2 separate regions of the Zea mays genome follow, and region 1 is linked to region 2. The links are chromatin contacts, called in public Hi-C maps. All regions are on one chromosome and are shown on one strand. The core of a region is the stretch at or near the end of the contact, and the rest is flanking DNA. Distances in the headings are between cores, read along the strand shown.

Region 1 (7,609 bases), core at 780-3,279, 400 kb before region 2:
CAATTTGTAGTAGTAATTAGCTCAAACATAAAAAAGGGCTAATACTCACTATTACTTTACAGTAGTATCATTGTCCACATTTCTCAGGCCAACTAACTACTACGTTTAACTGAGAAGGGGGGAAAAAAATGCTACTATGTGCTGGCACATGCAGTTCCAACGCAAGCAGCAGTACTGGATACTACTTCGTTTGAATTTGAATGCATAGTAGTAGTAGAGTTGAAACCGAGCCGCTCACGTACCTAGAAGCCTGATCGCAGCACAGAGTGTCCCTCCGGTCGCAACCAGGTCGTCGATGACCAGCACCCGCTCGCCGGATCGCTCGATGGCCCCGACACGCATCTCCAGGCAATCAGTCCCGTACTCGAGAACGTACTTCTCGGAGATCACCTCACCTTCCAATAATAATAATAATAATTGTTTCCGAGAGCCGGTGTCAGCACATGATTCTACAACATTGTGGACAGAAGTGGGGAATGAATGAATGATCGGTCTCGTATAAACCGTCTGTTGCATTTTTCTTTTAATATCCCATTCACGGGACTGCAACTGCATGCAGGCCAGACAAACAACTCTGGCGGTGTCAGAGATTATGGGCTAAGCAAGAACCCTCCTCGCTAAACATATACTTGATCAGGGTGTCGCCACAGGCTGGGCACTAGATCGACAAAAGCAACAGCTGGGTACAGTGCAGAGTGTGGAGATGGGTTAAGAAGAAGAAGAAAAACAGAACATGCATGGTCATGGAATCTCTCACCTGGGAGCTTCCTTGGCTTGCGCAGAGGTATGAACTTAGCGCCAATAGCCAGCGCGATCGCCGGGCCGAACACGAAGCCCCTGGCCTCAATCCCTGGACAGGAATGTCCAAGTGAACCCAACAATTTATCAGAGCCAGCGCAAATCGCTCGATTTGTACGTCCCGCTTGTAAAGAAAAATAAAAAAAATGGAAATTCGGGAACACGGCCCGCGGAACGGAAGCGGACAGAGGATCCAGCGAGCCGCAGAGCAAAATCTCGGAAACAGTTACAGCGACAGCGACAGCGGAGCCGCGTGACATCAGGGCGCGCCACCCGCGGAAACCGACGACGGGTGTGTACCGCCGGCGTCCCCGGACCGCCCGATCCCGTGCGCCGGCCGCACGCAACCGTCCGATCACGCGGTCCCAAGGGGGGCCACGTACCGGACGAGGCGGAAAAGCCTGGAAAGTCGCGTCGGCCCAGGTCAGTCATGTGCCAACGGACCCGGGGCAGGTGCGGGCGCGCGCGACGACAAAAGCCCGGGGGAGCAAAAGGACCAGGGTGATCTCAGAGATTTTACGGAATCTCAGAACTCTGCCCACAGCTCAGCTAGTCAGCTCCCCCCGCGGCTGCACGCGCACGGCCGGGACGACAGCGACGTGCCGCTCCAGTCACCGCAAGGCTGCCTACTCGGCACTCGGCAGTCGGCACTCGGCAGAGAGAGGTGGGCGGGACGATACTAGGGGAGGTGTCCGTCGGGTTCTGCTGCTTACCGGCGACGGCGTCGATGCCCATCCCGCGGTACCGCTCGACGAACAGGTCGACGGCGTCCTTGAACACCCTGGGGCGCAGCAGCAGCGTGGTGATGTCGTTGAACATGATGCCTGACCGCAAGCCCCCCAACGGCGCACGCATGATGCATGCACACACACACATACACAAGAGCGCGCGAAGCAGAAAAAAAAAAGAACGGTCAGCGTTACTGGCAAGCGGCGGCGTGATCAATCGGAGAGCAGCGCGTGGATGGAGATTGGAGAGGAATGAAAGAATGAACACGAGGAGGCCAAGGGCAAGGGCATGCACGCACCTTGCTTGGGGAAGTGCGGCACGACGCGGATGGCGTCGGAAATGCCCTGCAGCCGGGGGTCGGCCGCGGCGGCGGGGGCTGCAGCCGGCTCGCGGCCGACCTCCTTGCCCACCGGCTTGGCGTTGGTGCCGGCCTCCGTCAGGCTGACGGCGTCGCAGCTGGCCTCCTCGCCCATCAATTAATTCCTCTTTCTCTCTCTCCCACGCTCGGCTGGCTCGCTTGCTCGGTCCAAAACAAGCTTCCTCCTACGCCTTTGTTGTTGCTTGCTAGACTGGTGACTGGTGAGTGGTGAGCGAGCTAGTATTGAAGCAAGTGCCGGGGCTCCCTCGTTGCGCGCTGTTTATAAAGAGGAGGGCAGGAGAGCAGTGATGGTACGGCACGGCAGCCCACACCACGCATATATAGAGCCTACTAGTAAGACACTATACGTGCATAGGCACACCATCTCTCTCTCTCAGTGTGTCTCAATGTGTGACACTATACTTGCACAGTCGTAGACACAGTACGTGACAATGTGAGTGAGTGATGGTGGGTATTCCTCTTCCTCTTTTGGTGAAAAGCTTCGCGCCCTAGACTAGACCCAGTATTTTGACGGGCAGCGCCTAGCCGTTTTCAGAGAGGAAAGGGAAAGAAAACGGGGTGCGTTAGACTGCTTTCAACGGTTCCCATCGACCTCCCTCTCCCCCTCCCCTACCCCTTAGCCGTTTAGGGCCTATTAGCTTAGGCCCTCCTCGGCCGGGATCACGGCCTAATCCCATGGAATACCACCTCCTGGAAACAATCCTGGTCCAAAAAAGAAAGGCGCTCGGTTAAGTCCCTTTTGTCCCCCGTCCTAGAACTGTGCCCGGTCGAGTTCATGATTTTTTTATTGCCCCTGGTCTAGAACAGCGCCCGGTCTCTTAGGGGTGGAACGGCACCCGCGCGACATAAGTCGTAAAGAGTAGGCGGCAACGACGGTGTATAGGTGCGACATTAACCGAATAAACTTTTTGAGGCAGGGATTAAACATAGAGGGATTAAACCCCCAAGAGGATTAAGTGAAAGGGAGGGATCCACTTAATCCCTCCATGAATTAGATCCACTTGGGGATTCAATCCCTTGTAAACGAACATGCCCTTAGGGGGTTCAAATCCCTACGACGGTGCCCCCTTTGAACTCCTCTACACGCTACAATTTAAGTGGAGGCTACAGGAAACAAACAGATGTGGGGGTGCGACAGTGAGCCCTCTGCCCTCGGTTTACGTGTGCGGCAGTGTTTTTTAGTTGGGAAAAATGATAATAGATGGTGAATATGTATGAAAAATGATATTTTATGATTATAGTGGGGTATAGGGGAATGATTTAGGGGGAACCGCTGTACAGGGTGGAGATATAGGGGAAGAGAGATAGCTGACGTGGCGGGAAAGTGAGGTATAGGGAGAGAAATTTAGAGGAGATGATTGAAGACATACTTAGTCGTCAAGAGCCATGCAGTAGGCGCTGCCGCTGCTCCACGCACCTCCACTTGGGCTGGCCTAGCCAGTAGCTACCGGACCGCACCGGATTTCGCTTGTGGGTAGTACCCCGCCACCGCGCCCCGTCGGAACTCGCAGCGGCAGGGCCGGGTGGAGTGGGAGATCAGCCTACCTGCTGCCGCTGGCCGCTGCCTACATGAGTTGCAGAAAAAATACCATTTTGTTCAGTACCGTATTCCGTTTTTATCCGGACTATTTTTATATTTATGAGAAAAAATGGAAACCGGAGACAAACGGGATGATATATTACGGGAACGGGAACGAAACGGTTCAGTGTTTTTTCATACGTACTTCTGAAATCCGTTCTTTTACCGGGATATTCCCGTTTTCTCTGTTTCTAGAATCCCGTTTTAGGGTTCTTTGATGATCGGACAACACATTGAAAAGTGTAGTACATCCCTATAGTAACGGCATCTAAAAAGGCAGCATGGAAATCTATTGCAACAATCCATTGTCTAAAAGACTACACCCCCATAGTTCAAAGTAACCCATGTTAGTGTGCCTGCATGATAAATATATATTTCTTTACTCTCTAGCAACATCAAAGTATGCGATACAATCTCACAAAAACAAATGATACAAAACATGAAAAATAAAGCCTAATGTTATATGATGATGCTTGTTGCTGCCACCACCAAGTAACAATTTTGTGTTCTATGTTCTAGTCCTCATCCTCATCTATTAAAGCCGCATGTGGTTCAACTATATTTTGCTTGAAATAATCAACCTCTAAATCATCGGCGACCTAAAACAAGAATTCATCCTCCTCCCCTCTCTACCTTTGCATGTAGTAGTTTACTTCCAGTAGATCAATGAGATCATAAAGTCTAGCATTCTCATCCTCATCTCCCCACCCTTACCTTCCTCCACAATCTAAAATAACATTATGTGACCAAATTTGTTTTTCTACTTCTCTGCCTTCTTTTTAAAACTTGTCCTATGCTATCTTAGTGACATGGTCACCGTGTCCTGGTTTTCTTACATGGACGCATACAAAAAAGTTAGCCATGGTAACTAAAAGAAGGTAATAAAAACATACAGTGTCAATGCACTCACTAGTAAATTTACGCAAGCCAGAAACAAGCTCTGTCATGATCTGTATTGGAACTTTTCCATCCTCCTTTATCCTCTCCTCTCGGTTTCGCTTGGTAGCAACCTTTTTCCTCCCAAGTGAACCATTCGAGGGTACCTGGATGTATTGGGTGATTTAGATCCCTTTTTTGGTATCACAATGTTGCTCCTTTCAATACTTAAGGTAGTTATTGAGGAGCTCAGATTCACATCTAAACTTCTGGCCAAATGAACCTTCTATCTTATTGTATCCCTAACTTCCACTGTATCCACACATGATTATTATTTATATTTGCTAGTACTCTATTGAAAGGAATTAGTTAATTATGAAAAAAATCAAAAGTAAAGAGTAAAAGATGTAACCAACCTCATCATAATAACCCCATGTATTCGCACTAGTAATCTATTCCAAGCTTTGATGCCACATTGCACAATATAGGTGGGGCTCTGAGATGTTTTCTTCTCTTTCTCTCTCTCTATTTTATTTTTGGTTCATGATGATAATACTTAGACCATAGATCCACTCACTAAAATGACATTTTCAGTATCGGTGCCACACACAATGTTACATATGTATATGTACATACAAATATTGTTTTAAGAGAAAAATAAAACTCTTAACTTGTTCCTGTTACTACACTCAAACTCAAGATTATCTTTGGGTGCAACCTTAGCTAGATCTCGGCAATCATAGATGGTTGCCGAGTCATTTTGATGCGGCTTTGTTCTTCTCATCGCCCATCATTGGTTGATGGTTTGGGAGGTATAACCCACTACTTGAGGAACTCATGTTTCTTACACTGTCTTTGTTCACACATGATGTATCTTGGGTCCAACTTGTTCGGCCCATCGATCCACTGAAAGAAGTAATAACTCTCCTTGTCCTAAAAGAGTTGATGCCAAAACATTATCAGTTATTTCATAGAAAATATGAAGAAATACACAACAAACCATTATTTACAAAACAATCGCCATATATGTAGAAGGCATATGTGGTAGTATTCCGATGTCTTGATTAAAACAACATAGTCATATTTAGGTACCGGTAGTTTAGGATGAATAAGTGCATCCTTACAAGGCACATCTAGGTATAAAGCTTTAGGACAACCCTGTCTTCATCACTTTGGTCATACACCATTCATTTATTAAAACATAGGGTACCATGTACCAATCAAATATATGAACTACATCTGCGTTAAAAATCTAATATACTCTTATAACCTAAACTAACTTAATATAAACTAATATAAATAACTAAACATAAACTATATATTAAAGTTAATCATATAAAGTGAATTAACTAAACTTGCTAACTCCGTATTAACTGCAAAATTTAGCATTCATGCTAACTAAACGTAGATCATATACAACTACATTTACACATACAAATCGAGAACATAGCCTAAATACATATTTATAAACATATTCGGTGTAGAAAAACTCACTACCATTCTAGTTATAATTGGATTTTTGAGCGAAACCTTAGTCACCTAGGGTATTCTTCAAACCAACATTAAAACATGCAAATGAGTGATGAAATACCAATTACCAAATCGAGAGATTTTAGATAGTGAAGTGTGGAAACTGTATGAGCTTCTTAGGCTATTCCTAATCCAAAATATCATACTCCAATATCCAAGAATGCTACATAGGATAAAAAGTATGATACTAATACAAAATACATCCTCCACAAGGTATAGTATCATACTTAGTATACTCCCTCAGTTCCCTATCTTAAAGTCACGAAGTTATATCCTAAGTCATTTCTTTCAACTTTGATCGGTAATAAAAATATTCATAAATATTTACTAAATAAAAATAGAACTATTAAATTTATAAATAATTTTTGCAATTTAAAAATAAATATTTTTATAGATATTGTTGGCTAAAGTTTCAAAATATTGACTCAGGACAAACCTTCGTGACCTTAAAATAAGGAATGGAGGGAGTATGTTTTAATTATTTAATTGGTGTGATGTTTTGTCTATGAGAATAAACCTAAGCATTATTTTTTGTGCCATAAACTAAGATATCGTGCTAAAGCAGTATCTTATTTAAGATACAACTTTTTTCTTCATCCTATTAAATACCTCGCCATATCATAAAAAAATCCTATGTGGTATCTCATTAATGTGTATGATACTGTCTATTGAGAATAACCTTATGGCATAGGAAGAAGGGAGTGAAAGGAAAGAGCTATTGTGTATGGCTATGTAACCCTCCTGCTATGCACAACTTTGTAACCCTCGTGTCGCTGAAGTCGATGGCACGACAAAACTATTCGCTGACCTATTATGGTGATAGATTCATCATGCTAGCTAGTTGACCTATTGTGGTGACAAGTTCATCATGCTAGCTAGTTCGTCGTCATATCAGTTCAATTTGATCGCTCTAGAAAGATCGACGTAGCCAAGAATGTCATTTTTTAAAAATAAAAAATTATAGATGTGTTATTTTTAAAAAAGTTTGAAAAATAAAAAACGTCATGATGTTGCAGCTGGTAGTAGCATGTGTGGTTTTCTGGCACTCAACTGGTACCACGAAGCCACCACACTGCACCTATGTATATGGCTACAACCACAGTGCCACCACCCACCACTCTTGTAGTCTTGTTTGAGCAACTCCAATAGTTCTTTAAAAGACTCTCTAAATTAATAATTTATGTAGCTAAACTAAAAACTTCTCTTCAACAGCTCTCTAAATAAACTTCCAAAATTTAGCTACTTCTCATCTAACCTCATTTTCTCTCTACATTTATCAACCATTTACCAACTCCCTACATAAAACCTAACGGTAATTTTTATATTTGGTGCATTTTTCTACTTTGTAGTAATAAAGATATATTAACAGAGACCATGCGCCGGATGTCGGCGACGTACAATTGCGGCAGGTCAGCTAGAGATTAAACAATTGCCAATGCAATAGCCACACGTGCACATGTCAAAAAATAAACGAATAAACAATTGCGGCAGCAAATCAACAGGCCAACACGACTCACCAAGTTGAATATGTCATCGCTGATGGTCCCACTTAAACTGGTGACATGTTAAAGTTTAACATTTTTAGAAAGTAATATATAGATAACTATTGGAGGAGATGAGTTTTTTGTTTCCTATATTATTTGAGGACTTGCTAAATCTAGGATTTAGGTAGTATAATTATACATAACTATTGGAGTTGCTCTTAGGTTGTATCCAGC
Region 2 (6,987 bases), core at 2,036-4,535:
CCTCCCACGGCGTGAAGACGGTGCGCCCGTGATCCGTTCCTCGAACGGCTCGCGCACACGCAACGGCCGCCCCGCCAACCACTCGCCCCGTCGCATTAACTCCGCGGCAGGACAGGCGGCGCTTCTGGCAGGAGAAGCGGACGACGCTTCGCCTTCGCCGTAATAACCGCGCCAAAAAAGGTACGCCACGTCGTTCGATTTCGTATCCTTTTCCTTTTTTTCCTCTTTCTCTATCTCTTACAACAGGGACCGGGAAAGGGGGATACCCCGAAAAGGATCCTTCCCTGTAAAGGAACCGGGCTCCGAGCCCCCCTACTGATCAGAGGTTCGAAGGCTGGCCCTCCGAAGGGTTCAACAGTCGCCTCAGATCGCGTGGGCCCGACACCCACTACTGGTCAGGGGTTCGAAGGCCGGCCCCCCGAAGGGCTCCATGGCCGCCTCAGGCTACTCGGGCTCCGCGCCCATTACTGATCAGAGGTTCGAAGGCTGGCCCCCGAAGGGTTCACAGTCGCCTCAGACGCCGAGCGAGGGATGACCAGGGGTACGTTCGATACATAACCGAGGCTCGGACTGCGCTCCCGAGGTACCCTAGGACATTTCCGAGACCAGCGGGAGCGATCTTGTAACGGAATCCCATCGGAGGGAGGCATCGAGCCCTCGGACCCCGTCGCCAGGGGACCGGGTCCGGCAGATCACCCGCGGGTACTTTTGGGCGTGCCTCTGGGCCCCTAGCCGACCCCCAACGAACGGGGCACGGACGTCCACTCGGATTACCCGCTTGCAGCTCACCGGAGACACCATGTTCGGTGCCCATCGAGGGTAACATGGCGCACTCCCCCCCTCCTCCTTGTGGAAAGGCGACGTAGGGGCGTATGCAAAAAGTCGAGTCTGTCCCTGATCGTCCTCTCGCCCTGTGCGGAGGCTCGGGGGCTGCTCTCGCAGACCCGGCTCCGGCCGAACCGTTGACAGCGTCAACATACCAGCCCGAGAACTTGGGCCCCGACCGTGCACCCGGGCTACGGCCAGTTCGCATGAGGGAACGACCAGACCAGCCGAAGCGTTACACAAGGCATTAAGACCTCGAAGGAGTGAAACCACTCCTCCGAGGCCTCGGGGGCTACACCCGGCGGGTGCGCTCGCGCGCACCCACCGGAATAAAATGCAACCGAGGAAGGCTGGTCCCCTTGCAAAAAAGTGCGACGGAAGCCTCCAAGCGAGTGCTAACACTCCCTTCGAGGCTCGGGGGCTACTGTCGGGGACCATAATTAGGGGTACCCTCAAGACGCCTAATTCTCAGCTCGTAACCCCCATCAGCATAAAGCTGCAGAGGCTTGATGGGTGCGATTAAGTCAGGGATCAGTCCATACGAGTGACTCGATCACGCTTCACCCGAGCCTAGCCTCGGACTCGGGCAGCCGACCTCGAGGGACTTCCGTCTCGCCCGAGGCCCCCCTTTTAACGGCGGACACATCTCCGGCTCGCCCGAGGCCTTGGCTTCGCTAAGAAGCAACCCTGACTAAATCGCCGCACCGACTGACCGAGTTGCAGGGGCATTTAACGCAAAGGTGGCCTGACACCTCTATCCTGACGCGCGCCCCCCGGCAGAGCCGAAGTGACCGCCGTCACTCCGCTGCTCCACTGACCGGTCTGACAGAAGGACAGCGCCGCCTGCGCCACTCCGACTGCAGTGCCACTCGATAGAGTGAGTCTGACAGGCAGTCAGGCCTCGCCAGGGGCGCCATAGGGAACTCCGCCCCGCCCGACCCCAGGGCTCGGACTCGGGCTAAGACCCGGAAGACGGCGAACTCCGCTCCGCCCGACCCCAGGGCTCGGACTCGGGCTAAGACCCGGAAGACGGCGAACTCCGCTCCGCCCGACCCCAGGGCTCGGACTCGGGCTAAGACCCGGAAGACGGCGAACTCCGCTCCGCCCGACCCCAGGGCTCGGACTCGGGCTAAGACCCGGAAGACGGCGAACTCCGCTCTGCCCGACCCCAGGGCTCGGACTCGGGCTAAGACCCGGAAGACGGCGAACTCCGCTCCGCCCAACCCCAGGGCTCGGACTCGGGCTCGGCCCCGGAAGACGACGAACTCCGCCTCGCCCGACCCCAAGGCTCGGACTCCGCCCTGGCCTCTGACGAACGACTTCCGCCTCGCCCGACCCAGGGGCTCGGACTCGGCCTCGGCAACGGAAGACAAATTCGACCCCAGCTTCGGAGGAGCCCCCACGTCGCCCGGCCTCGGGCGCGGGCCCGCCACGTCAACAGGGAGCGCCATCACCACTCTACCCCGAGCCGACTCGGGCCGCAGAGAACAAGACCGGTGTCCCATCTGACCAGCTCCGCCAGATAGGCAATGATGGCGCCTCCCAAGCTCTATGACGGTGGCGGCTCTCAGCTCTCTTACGGAAGCAGGTGGACGTCAGCAAGGACTCGACCGCTCCGACAGCTGTCCTTCCGCCAAGCTCCGTTGCTCCTCCGACAGCCACGACATCACACCAGCAGGGTGCCAAGATCTCTCCGGCTGCCACATTGGCATGTACTTAGGGCGCTAGCTCTCCCTCCGCTAGACACGTAGCACTCTGCTACACCCCCATTGTACACCTGGATCCTCTGCTTACGACTATAAAAGGAAGGACCAGGGCCTTCTTAGAGAAGGTTGGCCGCGCGGGACCGAGGACGGGACAGGCGCTCTCTTGGGGCCGCTCGCTTCCCTCACCCGCGTGGACGCTTGTAACCCCCCTACTGCAAGCGCACCCGACCTGGGCGCGGGACGAACACGAAGGCCGCGGGACTTCCACCTCTCTCACGCCCGTCTCCGGCCACCTCGCCTCTTCCCCCTTCGCGCTCGCCCACGCGCTCGACCCATCTGGGCTGGGGCACGCAGCACACTCACTCGTCGGCTTAGGGACCCCCGGTCTCGAAACGCCGACAATTATGTAATTTTATAATATATGTTCGTTCAATCATTCGTTGTGAACTCTCTTCTCATCGCTCACTTCATTGGCCGTGTTGTACCAATACATATTGGATGGAGTAAACAATAACATCAGTTAGCTAAATAAAAAAAATTATATGGAGGGCGGAGACCTTTAATAAAAAATCTTGAATTTTTTTATAGATAATTTACATGTAAACCGTCGCAACGCACGAGCAACCGACTAGTTAGGTCATAAAACCTGATACCCTGCCCTTCCTCACACCAAAAATCCTTTTACTCATATAACACATTTTAACTCTAGTAGGAGAGAAAATGTGAAAGGTGTATGATACATTCGTATGTGACATTATTTTGATTAGCAAAAATAAAGATACGGAAGGATAGGAAAACAGAAATAATGAACAAATAAAAAAACAGCACGCTAGCAACACCTTCCTCGCCTCCCCAAGACCCCAACCAAGCCATCGCTCCTGTCCTGCATCTCCATGAGCCAAAGACCAAGGAAAAAGAATAGGGAGAAAACACACCCCGAAAAACAAACCAAAAATCCCCAATCCATGAAGCCCACCACTTCCGCCGCCGCCGCCGCCGTGGCGGCGGTTACCGTCACCACCGATGACCCATCCCCTTCGCCGTCCGACTCAACGTCGGCGACGTTCACGGTCGACCGCCGTGGGGACGCTTCCGCCTCCTGCCGGTGGACGCTCCCGGACTTCCCCCGCACCCGCGCCCGCACCTTCTACAGCCGATACTTCGAGGTCGGCGGCTTCGACTGCCGCCTCCTCCTCTACCCGCGGGGCGACTCGCAGGCGCTGCCGGGGTACCTCTCCCTCTACCTACAGGTCCTCGACCCCAAAGCCCCGGTGTCGTCGTCGTCATCCACCACGACCACCACCTCCTCCAAATGGGACTGCTTCCTCAGCTACCGCCTCTCCGTAGTCCACCCCACCGATCCAGCCAAGTCGCTGGGCCGCGATTCCTGGCACCGATTCTCGTCCAAGAAGCGCTCCCACGGATGGTGCGATTTCGCGCCCTCCTCCTCCGCCCCCTTCCTCTTCCAGCCCCACGATGCCCTCGTCATTTCTGCTGACATATCTGTGCTGTCTGAGGCGGCCTCTTTCTCCGATGCCGACGGTCGTTTTAACTGGAAGGTGCTCAATTTTGGCCTCTTCCGAGAAATGATCCGCACACAGAAGATCATGAGCCCTGCATTTTTTCCTGCATCTGCCTCTGCTGGCGGGACTGACTGTGGGCTCCGGATTAGCGTCTATCAGAGCAATGTATCTGGCGCAGAGCATTTATCTGTTTGTCTGGAAAGCAAGGAGCCTGTTGTGCAGGTAGCATCCGGGTCATCGGCATTGGCATCAGGTGGTACAGGGAGTGGTGTGCCAGATGGTGATCGTGGGTGCTGGTGTCTTTTCCGCATTTCGATCCTTAATCAGAGGTCTGGTGGGAGCCATATCCACAAGGACTCATATGGTCGGTTTGGTGCGGACAGTGCCAGTCTTGGTTGGGGAGAATACATCAAGATGGATGAGTTTTTGGCTGCTGACGGCGGATACCTTGTAGATGGAGCTGTGGTGTTTAGTGCCTCAGTGCATGTCATAAAGGAGTCAAACTCATTCAGTCGGAGCTTGCCAATGGTTCCTGGAATATGTGGTGCTGGTGGTGGGCGTGCTGGGGCTAGGAAGTCAGATGGACACTTTGGGAAGTTTGTGTGGAGGATTGAAAGCTTCACAAGACTTAAGGAGCTTCTCAAAAAGCGCAAGATCGCGGGTCTGTGTATCAAAAGCAGACGGTTTCAAGTTGGGAATCGAGATTGCCGTCTTATTGTTTATCCACGGGGTAAGCACTAGGGCTTTTGCTCCTCATATGTTAGCTTTGAAATTGACTTTATCGATTCTGTTCGGACATACATTGAACTGCTTGTGGAGTGAAACTTGGTAAAATGCTGTAGGAAACTAAGCACGTGTACACCTGCATGCTCTGCACAATTTTTTTAGATACTTAAATGATTGAACAATTGTGAATTAATGGTCAAACCGTCAGAGGTGCTTGATTGAATTGGTTTGGGAATTGTAATGGTGAAATCTAGACATGCATTTGAAGTTTGCCATTCATTTGTAATTAATGAAAATTTCACCATAAAAATCAATTCTTAATTTGTACTTAGAAACATAGCTAATAGGTAATGTACCAATCAGGCAGTCAATGAATACATTGGCATAACTTCTATATGTTAGGTGTGTTTTATAACTATTGCTCTCATATAGACTGCCCTAGTTGTCCTTGTGGATGACAGGCACACTTTCTATCTTATATAAGTAGCTGCTGCCTCTTCCAATCATGTTGATTCCCATTTTTGGCCATCCATGGTCCCTGTTAATAAAGTGCTTATTAATGTGGCATAAAACCAATGGATGCCACTGATAAGTTTTCCCCATGTAGCAGCAATCATTGAGAACCACAGTGAGCATTGATTTTTCTTTTTCTTTTTGTTATAAATCCTTATTTTTCTTGAGATTGTAAAACAATGCCAATTTATGTTGGAGCTGATCCAAGAGTTGACTAATGATTATTGTATATGACTGTAGACTATATTGAACTATTAAAGCATCAAATTGATCTTAAATTCACTTTTGAAGTAGAATATGCATTTGCAACTGCAGTCGCAGCTTGGGTTTCCTGGGGCTCCTTCCATCGATATCGAAGTCAGTTTTGTAGACCAAGTACTTAGTTTTGTTTTGGGGCAGTAACTGCTGCAGTGCTGCTACTGAGTCCATATTTATATGGCAGTCCCCAAGGTTTTAGTCCATCAGAAGTGAACTTGTTTTCACTACAAGAAAATTGTGTCCATTTTTCAGTAGCATGAGTATGATTACTTGTCAATGTTGCACATGTGGGCATTCATACAATTGGGTACTGATCCTTTTACTTGGTTTTGTTTATGTTGCTGCAACCAGGGCAGTCTCAACCGCCATGCCACCTGTCAGTGTTTCTGGAAGTTACAGATCCCCGAAATACAACTACTGAATGGAGTTGCTTTGTGAGCCATCGTCTCTCTGTCATCAACCAAAAAGTGGAGGAGAAGTCGATCATGAAAGAGTCTCAGAATCGTTACTCTAAGTCAGCGAAAGATTGGGGTTGGCGGGAATTTGTGACATTAACTAGCCTCTTTGATCAGGATGCAGGTTTTCTTGTGCAGGATACTGTTGTATTTTCAGCCGAGGTTCTCATTCTGAAGGAAACAGCAACTATGCAAGAGCTTACAGATGAAGATTCTGAAACTTGCAGTTCAACTTATGGATGTCAGATTGAAGCTTTACCAAAGCGGCCATCATTCACATGGAAAGTGGAAAATTTCGTGTCTTTTAAGGAGATTATGGAGTCCAGAAAGATTTTTAGTAAATTTTTTCAGGCTGGGGGCTGCGAGCTGCGGATAGGTGAAGTAAATTTATTCACTTGTCTTATACAGCTGCACCAAAGCTTTACTTTGTGTTTACCTCATCGTAACTTGCAGGTGTATATGAGTCGTTTGATACGATCTGCATATACTTGGAGAGTGATCAGTCATCTGGGTATGATCCTGATAAGAACTTTTGGGTGCACTATAAAATGGCTATAGTTAACCAGAAGAATTCTGCAAAAACTGTGTGCAAAGAATCTTCAATCTGCACGAAAACATGGAATAATTCAGTTCTCCAGTTTATGAAGACTTCGGACATGGTTGACACTGACGCTGGCTTTCTTGTCCGGGACACTGTTATTTTTACTTGTGAAATCATAGACTGCTGCCCATGGTTTGATTTCTCTGACCTTGAGGTGAGTTTTCATTTGCTTTTTCTCCATGTCTTGTCTATTTGTGCTTTTTAATGCATAGGTGGAGGGAAGTTTAGTGAAGCAGCTGATAAATAGGGTTTTACTGATTTCCTACAGCACATGCAGATGAAAACAATTGTAAGCATAGAAAACTGTTCACCTATCAGATTGCAGTTAAGAGTCCTGTGAACCCATAATTTTTTTAGCAAAGGAATGAATGAATTGTATT

Evidence for each region. Hi-C and Micro-C count contacts between places; a contact is called where the count stands out from the background.
Region 1: a Hi-C map of ear shows a contact between it and region 2, with 4 times the contacts expected there. The contact joins the promoter of LOC100275070 here to the promoter of LOC103655564 in region 2. A contact is called at or near these places in 7 of 25 Hi-C or Micro-C datasets (ear, endosperm, leaf and 2 more) and 1 of 3 datasets of contacts at active chromatin or transcription factors (leaf).

What each region holds. Positions count from the first base shown.
Region 1 is chr4:143,084,065-143,091,673 of Zm-B73-REFERENCE-NAM-5.0, reverse strand. LOC100275070 (Adenine phosphoribosyltransferase 2) reads right to left here and starts at 2,029. Exons shown (of 6, transcript NM_001317853.1): 1 at 1,826-2,029; 2 at 1,512-1,622; 3 at 758-850; 4 at 243-395. The coding sequence starts at 2,000.
Region 2 is chr4:142,689,397-142,696,383 of Zm-B73-REFERENCE-NAM-5.0, reverse strand. LOC103655564 reads left to right here and starts at 3,285. Exons shown (of 10, transcript XM_020552629.2): 1 at 3,285-4,784; 2 at 5,903-6,382; 3 at 6,460-6,761. The coding sequence starts at 3,425.